Linked DNA regions of Pungitius pungitius: region 1 is linked to region 2. The links are chromatin contacts, called in public Hi-C maps. All regions are on one chromosome and are shown on one strand. The core of a region is the stretch at or near the end of the contact, and the rest is flanking DNA. Distances in the headings are between cores, read along the strand shown. Region 1 holds the start of LOC119222934 (T-lymphocyte activation antigen CD80). Region 2 holds the start of grm5b (glutamate receptor, metabotropic 5b).

Region 1 (6,229 bases), core at 790-3,289, 140 kb after region 2:
CTCTCATCTCATCTCATCAACATTATTAGGGCTTTGGGTACTCACGGGAAAAGTTGATTGCAATGTGGCTCCTGTTGAAAAGACAAACAAGTTAATCACAGTAAAAATATTGATCATCTTTTGATTTGGTATCTTTTAAATCAGTGCCAAATACCATGAATCATAGAAAAATACTCAACCAGCTCCTTTTAAACCACCAATAGTTCCTCATAAATGTGCATGCTTTGTAAGTTTAAACTGTGCGTTCATACGCTAAACACGTTTTTATTTATGCACAAACAAAATGCAGTTGAATGGGAAGTATCTGCCTGGACCTTGACAGCCAGTCTTGCACATGAAAACTATTTCTGACACTCAGACTGTTTTCAACAGATACCAAAAAAGAGGAAAGTCCCATTACAGTGTCTGAGGAAGCCTTTTGCTTTTCAGAAGGGCGTGGGCCCGTACCGGCACACTTTAGACAGTTCCTTCTAGTATTCTGTTTTTTTGCAACGGTATTGAAACCCAGTGTTGAGTTTAGGTTGTGCAAATGTTCTATTTCAGTAAGTACAAGAACTTCAAGACATGATTGTTTGAGGCTACTACTTTAGCAACAACTAAAATGTCAGGCATCACGTGAATTTCCTTCTTGGTAGGCCGCAGTGTAACAGGACAATTACAGGGAAAGAGAGTGAAAGCTTTGTGCTGAACGTGTTTTCTTGTGCTCGCTTTATTCATACAGACTACATACATACACCGTCCAGAAATAATCACGCTACTTTCGCTCTTTTGACAAAAGTCTCGTGGATTCAAACTTCCCAAATTCCAAATGAAACCTCCGTTAACCGTGATTCATAATAATCTTAGGGATGTCTTGACAAAAAACACTTCTGAGGGAATTCCCAAGTGACGTGCAATTAAAAAAATACTGTAAACAGGAACTAGTTCCTTTTAGAGTCATACCAGATAAATAATGAAAGTTATATTAATAAATATGCCATTGTTGACTCATTATCACACATCAGGCATTATCAAAAAAAAAAAAATCTGTTTGTTACAGTGACACCTAAAATAAAATAATCACATGATACAATACAATAACTTTATGCCAAGTAATAGCAATGTCATATTTTTTAAGATATGAATGTATATAGTTCAACGTATTGTAGGAAATATAGTGTAAACAAGTAAATCAACCATACATGTAAAAGCAGAGAGGGTTTATGGAGCATTGTGATTCACTTTGACTACAGCAATAATTAGAGTAGTAAATGGCTCCGTTGGAACGAGGACTGCCACACACCCTGCTGCATTGTTTTGACACAATAAAACGCATGCCGGCAGTTTGATCAAAGGCCCGAAACCACCTATCAGTTTCACACTTTAATCTCCCACCGACGATCATGTCTTTCTAATGTCGGAGCTCTTTGATACAATACGAGATTCATGTTTGTGTTTGCTGAACGTGATCAAGTTGAGGTGAGAGACTTGAGGTAGGTATTGATAAACAGGGTCATCTAGATGAATCCATATTCCTGGTATTCACGCTTTCTTTAACACTAGTCGCTTAATGACTATGAATCAGTCCTCTATGGATCAGCGGATACATGTTGATACACGTATCTGTCACTCTGCACACAGAGATGAGTAAAGGAAACTATTTCAAAATTGATATACCAGCAGTGATTATTCCCTCTGTAAGCAGTTAGCATTACAGAAGAGAGTGAGATCATCTGTTATGGTTTATACTATATTTTTGTTTACTACGATATAGCACCTAAAACCTTCATGGGAAGGGTTTAATTTACTGCACAGAAAAGACACACACACATCGACACCTGCGCGTACAAAAAAGGCATTAACATGCTCCTGCTCAATAGAGTTATAAGTTCTTTATAGAGAAACTTACGTAAATGCATTAGAGAGTCTTTCTTTGCACCATTAACGTGACCGACAACAGTGAAATGTCTTGTTTTCAAATGAGACAAGGAAAGAGAAGAGGACACACTTACCATTGCGCTCGGCAGTCAGCTGGCTCTGTGTTAGTCTGAGAGAAAGCACTTCCTCTTCATAAACAGAGGGGTGGAGCCGAGGGAGTCATCCACTGCGCAATCTATGAGCTCAACCTAACCATGTGGTGTTATGATTTGTAGATTAACCAGAGATTACTACACTAGGAGCCTGAAACTGACAGCTAGAGGGATATCAGCCACGGCTCTTTTTACTGACACGTCACTTTGTCTATTCTTTAATAATCCACAACAGCAAATATAAGATATCTAACTAATAATTGTTTTTCTGAGATTAAGAAATGGGCCTCCACAGAATGGTAAGGGTGAGAGAGTTGTGTGTGTTCAGGTGTGTAACTGTTACTATGGCGACGTCACAGAAGCCGTCCTTGTCTGCTTATCAGCTCAATCTAAAACTCACGCGGGTGGATTCTTTAGAAGGGACCATTATATCTGCTGCTGTGGGTTTTTTTTTTTTTTTTTTTTTACATGATTGGTTTCAGGAAATACTTCCAGTTGATTGACCTGAGTAACTCAGCCAGAAGAGGAAACTAAAAGACAAAGCGTCCCTTAGTTTAATGAGACCATTATTACATAATTTGTTCCTTTCTATGACATTACAGTAGAAGTAGAAAAAATGATTTGATGATGAGACAATCCTGTGATTATGCGTTTGTTTTAGTCTTTTCTTAGACTGGGTATGCAATACAACCACTTAGAAGCATGAGAGTTCCTTTCAAGTAGGATATACTATATTACATGACACATGTCATTTAGCTGATGCTTTTATCCAAAGCGACTTACAATAAGTGCATTTCAACCATCAAGATACAAACCCAGAAGAACAAGAAACAAGAAAGTGCAATTTCATCAAATAAGACGATTCACAACTGGCTATAGATAAGAGCCATTATACGTACAATTTAAGAGCTACAATTTGTTTTGTGTTTTTTAGTCAAGGTGTAATCTAAAGAGGTGTGTCTTTAGATTGTGCATCATAGCAGTATGAAGCCATATTGTGATTGGCATTGTGTGCAGTTTCTTTTTCGGTAGCACCGTAGAATACGTTAATCCCAAAAGGGAGTTAATATGCTGATTTAAGGGAAACTGTCCTTAATTAGATCACAGCTGAATAATTTAGGGAAGTGTGGCGGAAGATTTGCACAATCGTAAAATAAGAATAAAGGCTCTGAATCAAATATGTCTTTTTCGTTTATTCTCTCGTAAGGGAAAAAAAGTCACAAAAACGTTGTGCTCATGTAGGCTTCTCTAGATACAGGGCTGGGCAGTTCTCATACTTCAGCCAAGTTGTATGTGCCATGAACATAAACTCGCTTACATCCAACAACTTATTGTTACACTAAGGCCAAGGCATCTTATCAGTGTGAGAAACTTCATCGCAATACTTTTCCACAATCCCAGCATGCCCTTACAATCCTTAAACTGTACGTACAATGAAACATTTGAAGGGTTGCATTTAGTTTGCACATAACAGAAGATACATGGAACAAGGGGGATTTTCCATGCGTGTTCCTGAAATATTTATTAAAAAGTACCCAAACAGTTGGGCCTCTTACTCATTTGTCCTTGTTTCTTTCTTGTTTCAATCACAACCCATGTTTGTATGCTACTATGTTTCCCGCTGTCCATCCTTGTCCAAAGATATTGACACAAACTTGAATAGTATATAGGAAGCAGGAATGCTTGTGTTGAGGATTATTGGAATGAGAGGGTATTCGAATTTTGACATGCAGGAGAATTTAATTTGACAATGGAATATAAATAAGTGTTTTAATTAAAATTACATATTACAAAACAGATGGCAAAGCATCTTCTCTGTAACTTGGGCACTGTGCACTCTTGCCGCCGTGGTTTTCAAAGATTTGTTGGTCAGTGTGAGATGAAAGGCTTGAAGAAAATAACTAAATATTCATTCATTCAACTAATGCCAGCTTTCATTAGTTATTTTCTGTGTAAAAAAAATGCTCCCCCAAACTAAAGAAATGCACACTATTTTTACAAGCAAAAATAAAGCACTTGCTGCTGCAAAGTCTGCAGTTGATATCAGCTATCTGTTTCTGTCTTTGGAAACTCTTCAGCCTAGATGACAACAATGCTGCATTAATAAATTGTCAGAAGTGTGGATTGAGCAAAATTAGATTGTAACCAACTGATAATTCAAGAGGCAATGGCATGGAATAGTTTGGAGGCTGTTTTGAGAAATATAGTTATCAGTGTAAACCTAAGAATAAATAATAAAGTTAAAGCATTGGTAACTTGAACACGTCAATAAAGGCCAGTGTGCCACTGACACTGGGAATAACAATTCATCTTAAATCCCGTGATCTTCTAAAATATATCAATGTGATGGAAAACCCTAGATGAACCATGGCTGGAACCTCCCGTCTATTAAGCTATTCTAAGAATCATGCGTACGTACATTCCGTATATGTCTAGGTTTCACCGTGTCACGTGGTACAAGTGCTCGTAGTTGCTACCTAGCAACCACGCAAGCATAATCATGGCAAGTGCTAGTAACACATTGCTAAAGCTACTTCGTCCGTGGATTTGAGTTACCAGAAATTCCGAAAGTAAAACATTTGGTGGAAAACGGTATGCAACCAGCATTTATATTAGCTTGGTATAGTGCTGAAGTCAAGACAGCTAACGCAAGATAAAATGCTTAATTTAAATTGAGAGAGGTGGCGAGCTAACGTTAGCATGCTAGCTAGTGTCATCTGTAAACGATTGGCTACAGATATAATGCTGCACCATGCCTTTGTAAACGCCACTTCAGTCCGCACTATGTAACGTTATAAACAAAAAAGATCGTTTGGACGTTTTATAAGATGACGTTTTTGAGCGGAAGGAAGGGACAGGGTAGTTAACGTTAGCTAACTTGTAACAGTTTAGCACCGATACAAGCGCTACTAACGTTAGCAGTGCTCTAACATATCACTGCCAATACGATACCTTGAATGCTAACGCACCCAACAATCTTTAGATTAAAGTAAGTTAATAGTAAAAAAAAAAACAGTGAACCGGAAAACATGGATGAGGTTGATGCGGTTTAATGGAGTCTTATAACGTTCTTTGAACGTTATTTAATTCTGGAATGGCAAAATACAAAGTTAACATAACGTATAGTACCAAATGAATAGGTTTAAGCTTGTGTGCTATTTTCTGTACAGCTTTCTCGGCCTCCGTGCATCACTGCAGCGGAAAGATGCCCCACGGTTCAGACGATGCTCGCAAAAGGTTTGTCCTGACCACAACCGGAAACTTCTATGGGATTAAGCCGTCGCCGTCTCTGCTTGACAGCCCACAGCTCAATAACTTCTTGGACGATGGAAACGAATTCGTCCTGTCCGTCAGCAGACATGACAGTGAGCTTCACTTGTCAAATAAGGTAACACGCACGACTAAAGCATTACAATGTTAGAATGTTTTAGTGTGGATAAAACATGTGAAATCATTTTTCTTCAGGCTCGTAACTTTAAAAACGTGTCTGTAGGATAAATTGACTGAACTTTCCAACATGAATCAAATGGATCCTTTAAAAGCAACCTGTCTTCCTTTTGTCAGATTGAAGCATCGGGGGAGAGCAAAGACAAAGTGTTAGTGTTCTTCAAGCTGCATCCCACAGTGATTACAGAAGAGAACCTTCACCAGAGCCTCCTTGTGTCGTCTATGTTGGAGTCTCCCATCAACACCCTCTACCAGGCTTTAAGACAAGTCTTTGCGCCCGTACTACTGAAAGTGAGCCCCGTGTCTGTGTATTATTCTTGTATTCCACAGATACATTTTGAGTTAGAATTAGTGAAAACATTTCCTACATTTTTATATATGGGGACAAAACACTTTCTTTAACTATTATTATTGAAAATGAAAATAAAAATGTACATAAATATTAGTTTTAGACTATAGGGGCTCTATAGTCTAAAACTTGAAAAAGTGTCCATCTCTTTTCCCTCTGTCCAGGATGAGCGCTGGTGCTCAGCATTTGACCCCAAGCTGGCAGGCCTGCTCAGTGAGCTGGAGCTGGGCCTGGGCTCAGTGGTCCGCCAATCCGGAGCACAAGTCTCCGCCAAGAGGGGCCGCACAGAGGAAGACGTTCTCGGTAGGTGTAAATATATTTCTGCTGAAAGACGTGCACAGGTCTGGGTAGTTCTGCATGGAGGGCAAATATTGCTGTATTTTGGAGACTCAACATTACGTGCGTGATTTGATAAGTTGGTGTA
Region 2 (5,978 bases), core at 628-3,127:
CTGCCAGCGGATCTGAGGACACGTTCCCTTTGCTAAAGCGCTTTGAAAACACACCCTTTCTTTCAAAATGTTATAAATAAACAATGCTTACAGTGTTACACGTTATCATTATGTTATACTACATGCTACATTCAGGACTTAATATCTGCATAAATCTGCCAATGATAAAATACGTTTTCCACTTGATTACATTGTGTTTTAACTAGTTTCAACATTTTTGGAGAGTGGAGTGGAACAAATATGGGAGGACAGACCTGCCTTTTGCGTCCAGCTGTTTGACTGACGTGAAACTTGTTGCCATCATGACACTGTTTCAACCTAGGAGGAAGTATCTTGGCTCAAATGTAAATCATGATCAATGTTTAGTAAGTGTCAATACCTGGTGCAACACAATCAAGATGATGAGGCTTATTAGCAATGAATGGCAGAGCTTAGATGTTTACCATATGTCACAATCATGATGATTAGTTCAATTCAAACAAACAAATGACAATTTCCCAATCTTTACATGTTCACTGAAGCATGAATCACATTTCACGGGAAATAATGTTTCATAACGGATGTCCTCATTTCTGTGTTGGCATTATTTGTTCTCTATTTGTCCTACTTAGTGTAGGAGTATCACAGACAACTGACAACCCTGTAATTCATCTATGTCTCCATGGCAACCATAGGTATCCAGTGTTATTTTGAAATGCCATTGAATAATTGATTTACCGACTGTGTCACTGACTGGATGATTTATCTTACATTTCAATCCAATTCTTCAATCAATCTCACGTTTTAACATCGAATTAAATTTTCACGCAAATTTGCATCAATCACGTTTCAAGTTTCCTCCTGTAGCATCAAAGAGTGGAATTTGTGTGTGCGTGTGTGTGATTGTGTGTGTGAGAGAGAGAGAGAGAGGGAGAGAGAGAGAGAGATTGACTTGATTGGCTGCATATTTTACTACAGCAGTGAACGGTTGCCATGGAAATGAGACCACAGATTATTCTGGTATTTCATTTGTTTTAAACCTCAGAAAATCCAAGACATGTTGTAAAGCGACAGCAGACAGAAACTGGGTCTGAGTCTCCAGGCATTGTTGACGTCAATGTAAGTGATCAAGAAACCATTTACATGTTCAGGGAGATTCTCTGATAGACAATAACACCAGCGTATTCAAGAGATCTATATAACTCATATAACCTTTAATCTAAAATGAAAAGATTTTACAGTGTTAGCAGCGGCGTAGGATTATATTCATCCTGCAGCTTTTATTGATATGCACCACTTTGGTGGCTGTTTGATTGAATATCTGACTTTATGACCTTAAAACAAATGCTGGACTTTATCACCAGCTTTAGTCTCTGTGATATAGTCTGAGGAGGATGGCCAGGTACATGCTGGCCGGCAGGTCCCCCGTGTCCTTCAGAGGATCCAGCTCTTGACTCACTCACACACACACACACACACACACACACACACACACACACACACACACACACACACACACACACACACACACACACACACACACACACACACACAGGGAGAGAGAGGTCAGGGTTAGTAAGGCTATCACTGCATCAGCTAAAGCCGCGTCCAGCCTGTTTGTGTGTAAAAGACAGTGTGGGAATTGATGTAGTTGTGTGCGTGGGTGTGTGTGTGTGCGTGGGTGTGTGTGCTTGTGTGTAGCCTATATCTATGCCCCTTTAATGGTCTGTTAATCCCAAATGCATTTGGCTGGCAAATTAATCCAAGCCTTGTCAAAACCAAGCTCTCTAAAGCCCTTTCTATCTCCCTATCTCGCTGTCTCTCCCTCGATGTCTCATTCTCTCTCTCTCTCTCTCGGGCTACTCGCAATCAGTGGGCCTGTATCTCCAGATGGTATCTTGGAGGTAGGTGTGATATCGAGGGAAAGACAGAGGGAGAGAGAGAGATAGAGATAAAGAGAGAGAGGGGAGAGAGAGAGAGAGAGAGAGAGAGAGAGTGAGGGAGTATGACCTGTGACGCCATCGCAGCTTCCTTATTGGAGGCGGAGAGGAAAAGGACAGGGGGGTTCATTTGTTGCCATAGTGAAAAAGTAGATTACGCACCGACAGCATGATACGCTGATGGACGCGTGAGGGATGCTGTGTTTCTCCAGGGGCATTCACCTGTCCTGCAAGCAAAGGTATGTAACTTCTATTGCTTTCCATTCTTGGAGGTGGAAATGATGCAGTGGCGTGACCGAGTAGAGAGCGTTTATCATGCATATATTTCACCTGAAGCAGCAAGTTCATGGGGATGCACCTCAAAGTGACGCATACAACCATTTACAAACAATCACTTATATTATATTACGGGGAGAAAAGGTGTCTATAGGCTTCTCACTTGGAGCTGATGGCGACATATGATATATTTTAATTTATAAATTCCCTCCTCTGCAAAGCTTGCAAACGTCAGCGAAAGGGTTGGTTATCAAAAGTCGTTTTAATTTTTTTAGCCCATTCTCCCCCGAGATACATTTCTAAATAAAACAATCCTCAGAATCAATCGTTATCATGCCATTAAGAGCTGAGTACGCAAAGAATCTGATTTCGTTACTGCCGGTGGCCGTCAGTCACCGGAAGATATGACTGCGACGTCCGCCGCGAAGCAGGACGTTTCCATTAGATTTGTATTGATTTTTTTTATTTTTATCTTTATCGTTAATGATTTGATCTTTGTGGGACTTTTAAACGGATTCCAGGCGAAACTGTAAGCCCGCAGCATAGGTTAATTGCTTCTTACTCCCGGGACGGCTGTGGAACTTCAAAATGTTATCGATCGCATCCAATGCGTCGTTATCCGAGCCCAGTGTCACCTCTGATGCCTGTGATCAGAGCGGCTGGACGGACGGTCCATCTTCATTCTGCAAATTAGGAATGTGTAGGCAGAGCACCGGGCAGACTGAGTCGGGTGGAGGAAAATGCAAAAACAAACGTGACGAAAAAAAAAAAGTAACGACATCAAACAAACCACTAAGCTGGGCTTGAACCACACACCGCCCGGTGTCTCGCTATGTGTCTATCTGTCCGCTGCCCCCCTCTGCTGGCGCGATTTAACACACCCTGCATACTTGGGAACCCTCTAAAAACACGTGTTGGCTAAAACGCCGCGTACACTGATGCTTGTTAAAGCGTTTAAATCGCATGTTGTGTTGTTGGTACCGGAACTCAGCTCTGATTGGCTGAATCACTCTCGAGCCCTTTGATAGGTGTCATGTCAAATTCTTCACCCCCAATTAGTCTCCTTCGTCGCGTTGTTGTAAAGGTATAGTTGACGACTTTTTGGTGTTAAATAGGATAGAAGTGGAGTTTGGGGAATATTGGAATCACAAATTGACGAGGAGTTAGCAAGGTAAACGTAGTGGAGCCGCCTTGAAGCTAGGCTAACGTCCGCGGAATAATTCTGCTAACGTTAGCTAGCTGTTAGCCGAATATGCGTACCATAAAGTAGCGTATCACTAGCTTAAAGTTAACTTGACCTTATTCGCTAAAAATATTTGAACTAGTTACATCTAACTGTTAACTCATACAAGTTTAGACGTTTGACGCAACACAAGCCCGTCGCACTTTAATAAGTTAAGTAACGTTAGTCTGCGGACCATCTGCTAGCTTGACGAAGTTAAACTTCTTGTTGGTCCTCGCTTCTCATCACATCGGGAAGGAAGAGGTCAGATAAAGGACAGCCGGAAAGGAATGCCTAAAAACAAACGTGAGGCCAAGAGGGGCTAACTTTTAATTTAAATGTGGGGGTTTGGGTCAAATTAGAAAGGTAACATTTGGGAATATTGGGGCGGGTGAGCGGGGGGAATAGCGGAGAGAGGAGAGGAGAGGAGAGGAGCGGGGGGCGAGGGGCTGGAGAAGGAGGAGACGAAACGGTTGGGATGAAGAAGAGAGGTGTTTGGAGACAGGCTCAGGTGTGCGTGACGGGAAAACATCTCGAGCTCACAGGCTACTGGGTGAGTGAGTGACTGAGTGACTGGGTGTGTGTGTGTGACAGTACACGCCGGGCTGCACATAATCGGCAGGATCTTTCCTCTGCGGCAGCAACTTGAAAACCTAATTATCGAGCGGGACCGTGCAAGTGACGCCGGAGGGGACATAGATTCATATAAGGTGAGATTTACAGTTCGATTTGACAGAATCCATTGGCTCCATGAAAGACAAATGCATTTCCTCAGACTTATCCTCCCTACCCTGCTCAATATTCTGCTCAGAGTGATTTTGTCGCACTTTGGTATCACCTATTGTTCTTGCAGTGTTTATTTGAATGGATTCACCTCCCAGTGAGATCTGGACAATTCATCCTTGAGTTGAATTGCAAAGGTCACACCCGGTAGCTATGTTACCCGGTTAAAAGAATAGAGCAGCCGGTTGCACCGAAGCGAGCGGTGGGAAAATCAATTCACGCGAATAAGACGGAGAGGGATCAGAAACGCTGTTTACACCCGCGCATTCTGTGGCTATGTTCATTTCAGACGGTGTCTCTGTCATGCCTTTGCACCATTCGCTTGTAAAAAAAAGAAGAAGACAAAATGCGTGTTTGTTTAAATTGGTGCAAATGACGGACTCTAGTATCTCTCCCGTCGCGTGGGACGGATGCGCGGCGCTGCGCCAGTCGTCGTCGTCGTCGTCTTCGTTGTTCCTGTTGTTGTGCTCTCTGGATCTGATGTCTCTCTCGCAGACAGCAAGTTTGACCGAACGTGTCTGTAATGGGGGAGAAAGTCCGTGATAAAACCTTGGCAGGAAGAAGTGATGTTAAGGTCCGAGCTGGTGTGGGAGAGGGGCTCCGCTGTGTCACCTGTGCAGGGCAGCAGGTAAACCCGTGAGTGTGTTTCCCCTCTGCGACGACACACACACTCATGTATTATTAATAATATAATATAATAGTTTGCGGTGGCTCGTCGTTTGCAGTGAAGGTATTTGGCTTTATCCCGTGCATGAATGGGTTTAGAGAGATTCTGATGGTGTTTGACATTGTCCCACCCTTTTATTGTCGCATAAGGTCATTGAGTGTCACGTCTTATTTATTTAGTGGTACTTGAGAGGGAATACAAATTTGCTGTAGCGGTCTGGGAAAATACACTAGAGACACAAATGTGATTGTCTCTTAGCCCAAGCGATGTGGTCTGGGAGACGGCAAAAGCTCCCAGTGGCACTGTGAGAATTCTTATTACATAGCAGTGGTTGGTGAGGATTCAAAGATACCTTTTTAACTTTAAACTTGCTAAAGCACCTTGTTTCCTGAGGCCCAGGTGCAAAAACAATAGTGCCTCTGTCCACTCGAGAACAACAGCGAATGAAACCACATTGTCACATGCCCACTCATCAAAAGCCTTCCCAGGAAATAACTAAAGCTCCCCAAAAAACTGTGGCACCTTTAACTTGTGTACATCAGAAAAGGTGGTTGACCAATTTGGGTTGCTGGAGAATCATTTCAGAAACACACATAGGGTGGCAGTCGATGGTGCACATTTACTCTGTGTTCATTGAGGTTTCCCAAGAAGGATTTCCATTTGGCTTACCAAAAAATATGCAGTAACGAAGTTTTTACGGTCAAGAGAGCAACAACGAAAACTCCAGATGCTGCCCAGCATTTATTACAAACACAAATGTCTGTCATTCAGAAGAGAAAATGAATGTCCTTGTGGATTCTATTAGATGAATTGTAATTTTTATGGTCCCAACTAATGAATAGTAAATTAAAGGCTTTCACAACACATAAAACAGTATGTCAGCACTAATGAAACTTGGCAAATTAAAGCAAGACAGAGAGGGGGCAGTTTGTCTCTGCCTATGTGCACTCAGTCTGTGTCTGTAAGGTGATTTGGAAGGTTTTATAATGCCCTTGTGCGCAGTTTAGATAGACCAATGCATATAAATGCCCAATGGCGTGTGCAAGATGTTTGTTTGGGGAATGAGGATTTTCTTTTCTTTCCCCCGCAGCTACAGTTAGGCCTACGCAAC

What was found. A called contact is a pair of places that touch in the nucleus more often than the background predicts.
Region 1: a Hi-C map of muscle shows a contact between it and region 2, with 5 times the contacts expected there. The contact joins the promoter of LOC119222934 here to the promoter of grm5b in region 2. A contact is called at or near these places in 2 of 2 Hi-C or Micro-C datasets (both in muscle).

Annotation. Positions count from the first base shown.
Region 1 is chr3:6,517,776-6,524,004 of fPunPun2.1, forward strand. LOC119222934 (T-lymphocyte activation antigen CD80) reads right to left here and starts at 2,040. Exons shown (of 8, transcript XM_037479958.2): 1 at 1,992-2,040; 2 at 46-71. The coding sequence starts at 1,994. It overlaps dync2h1 (dynein cytoplasmic 2 heavy chain 1), which reads left to right and starts at 4,492. Exons shown (of 96, transcript XM_037463853.2): 1 at 4,492-4,601; 2 at 5,180-5,397; 3 at 5,574-5,747; 4 at 5,970-6,108. The coding sequence starts at 5,215.
Region 2 is chr3:6,376,046-6,382,023 of fPunPun2.1, forward strand. It overlaps grm5b (glutamate receptor, metabotropic 5b), which reads left to right and starts at 1,878. Exons shown (of 18, transcript XM_037448850.2): 1 at 1,878-2,158.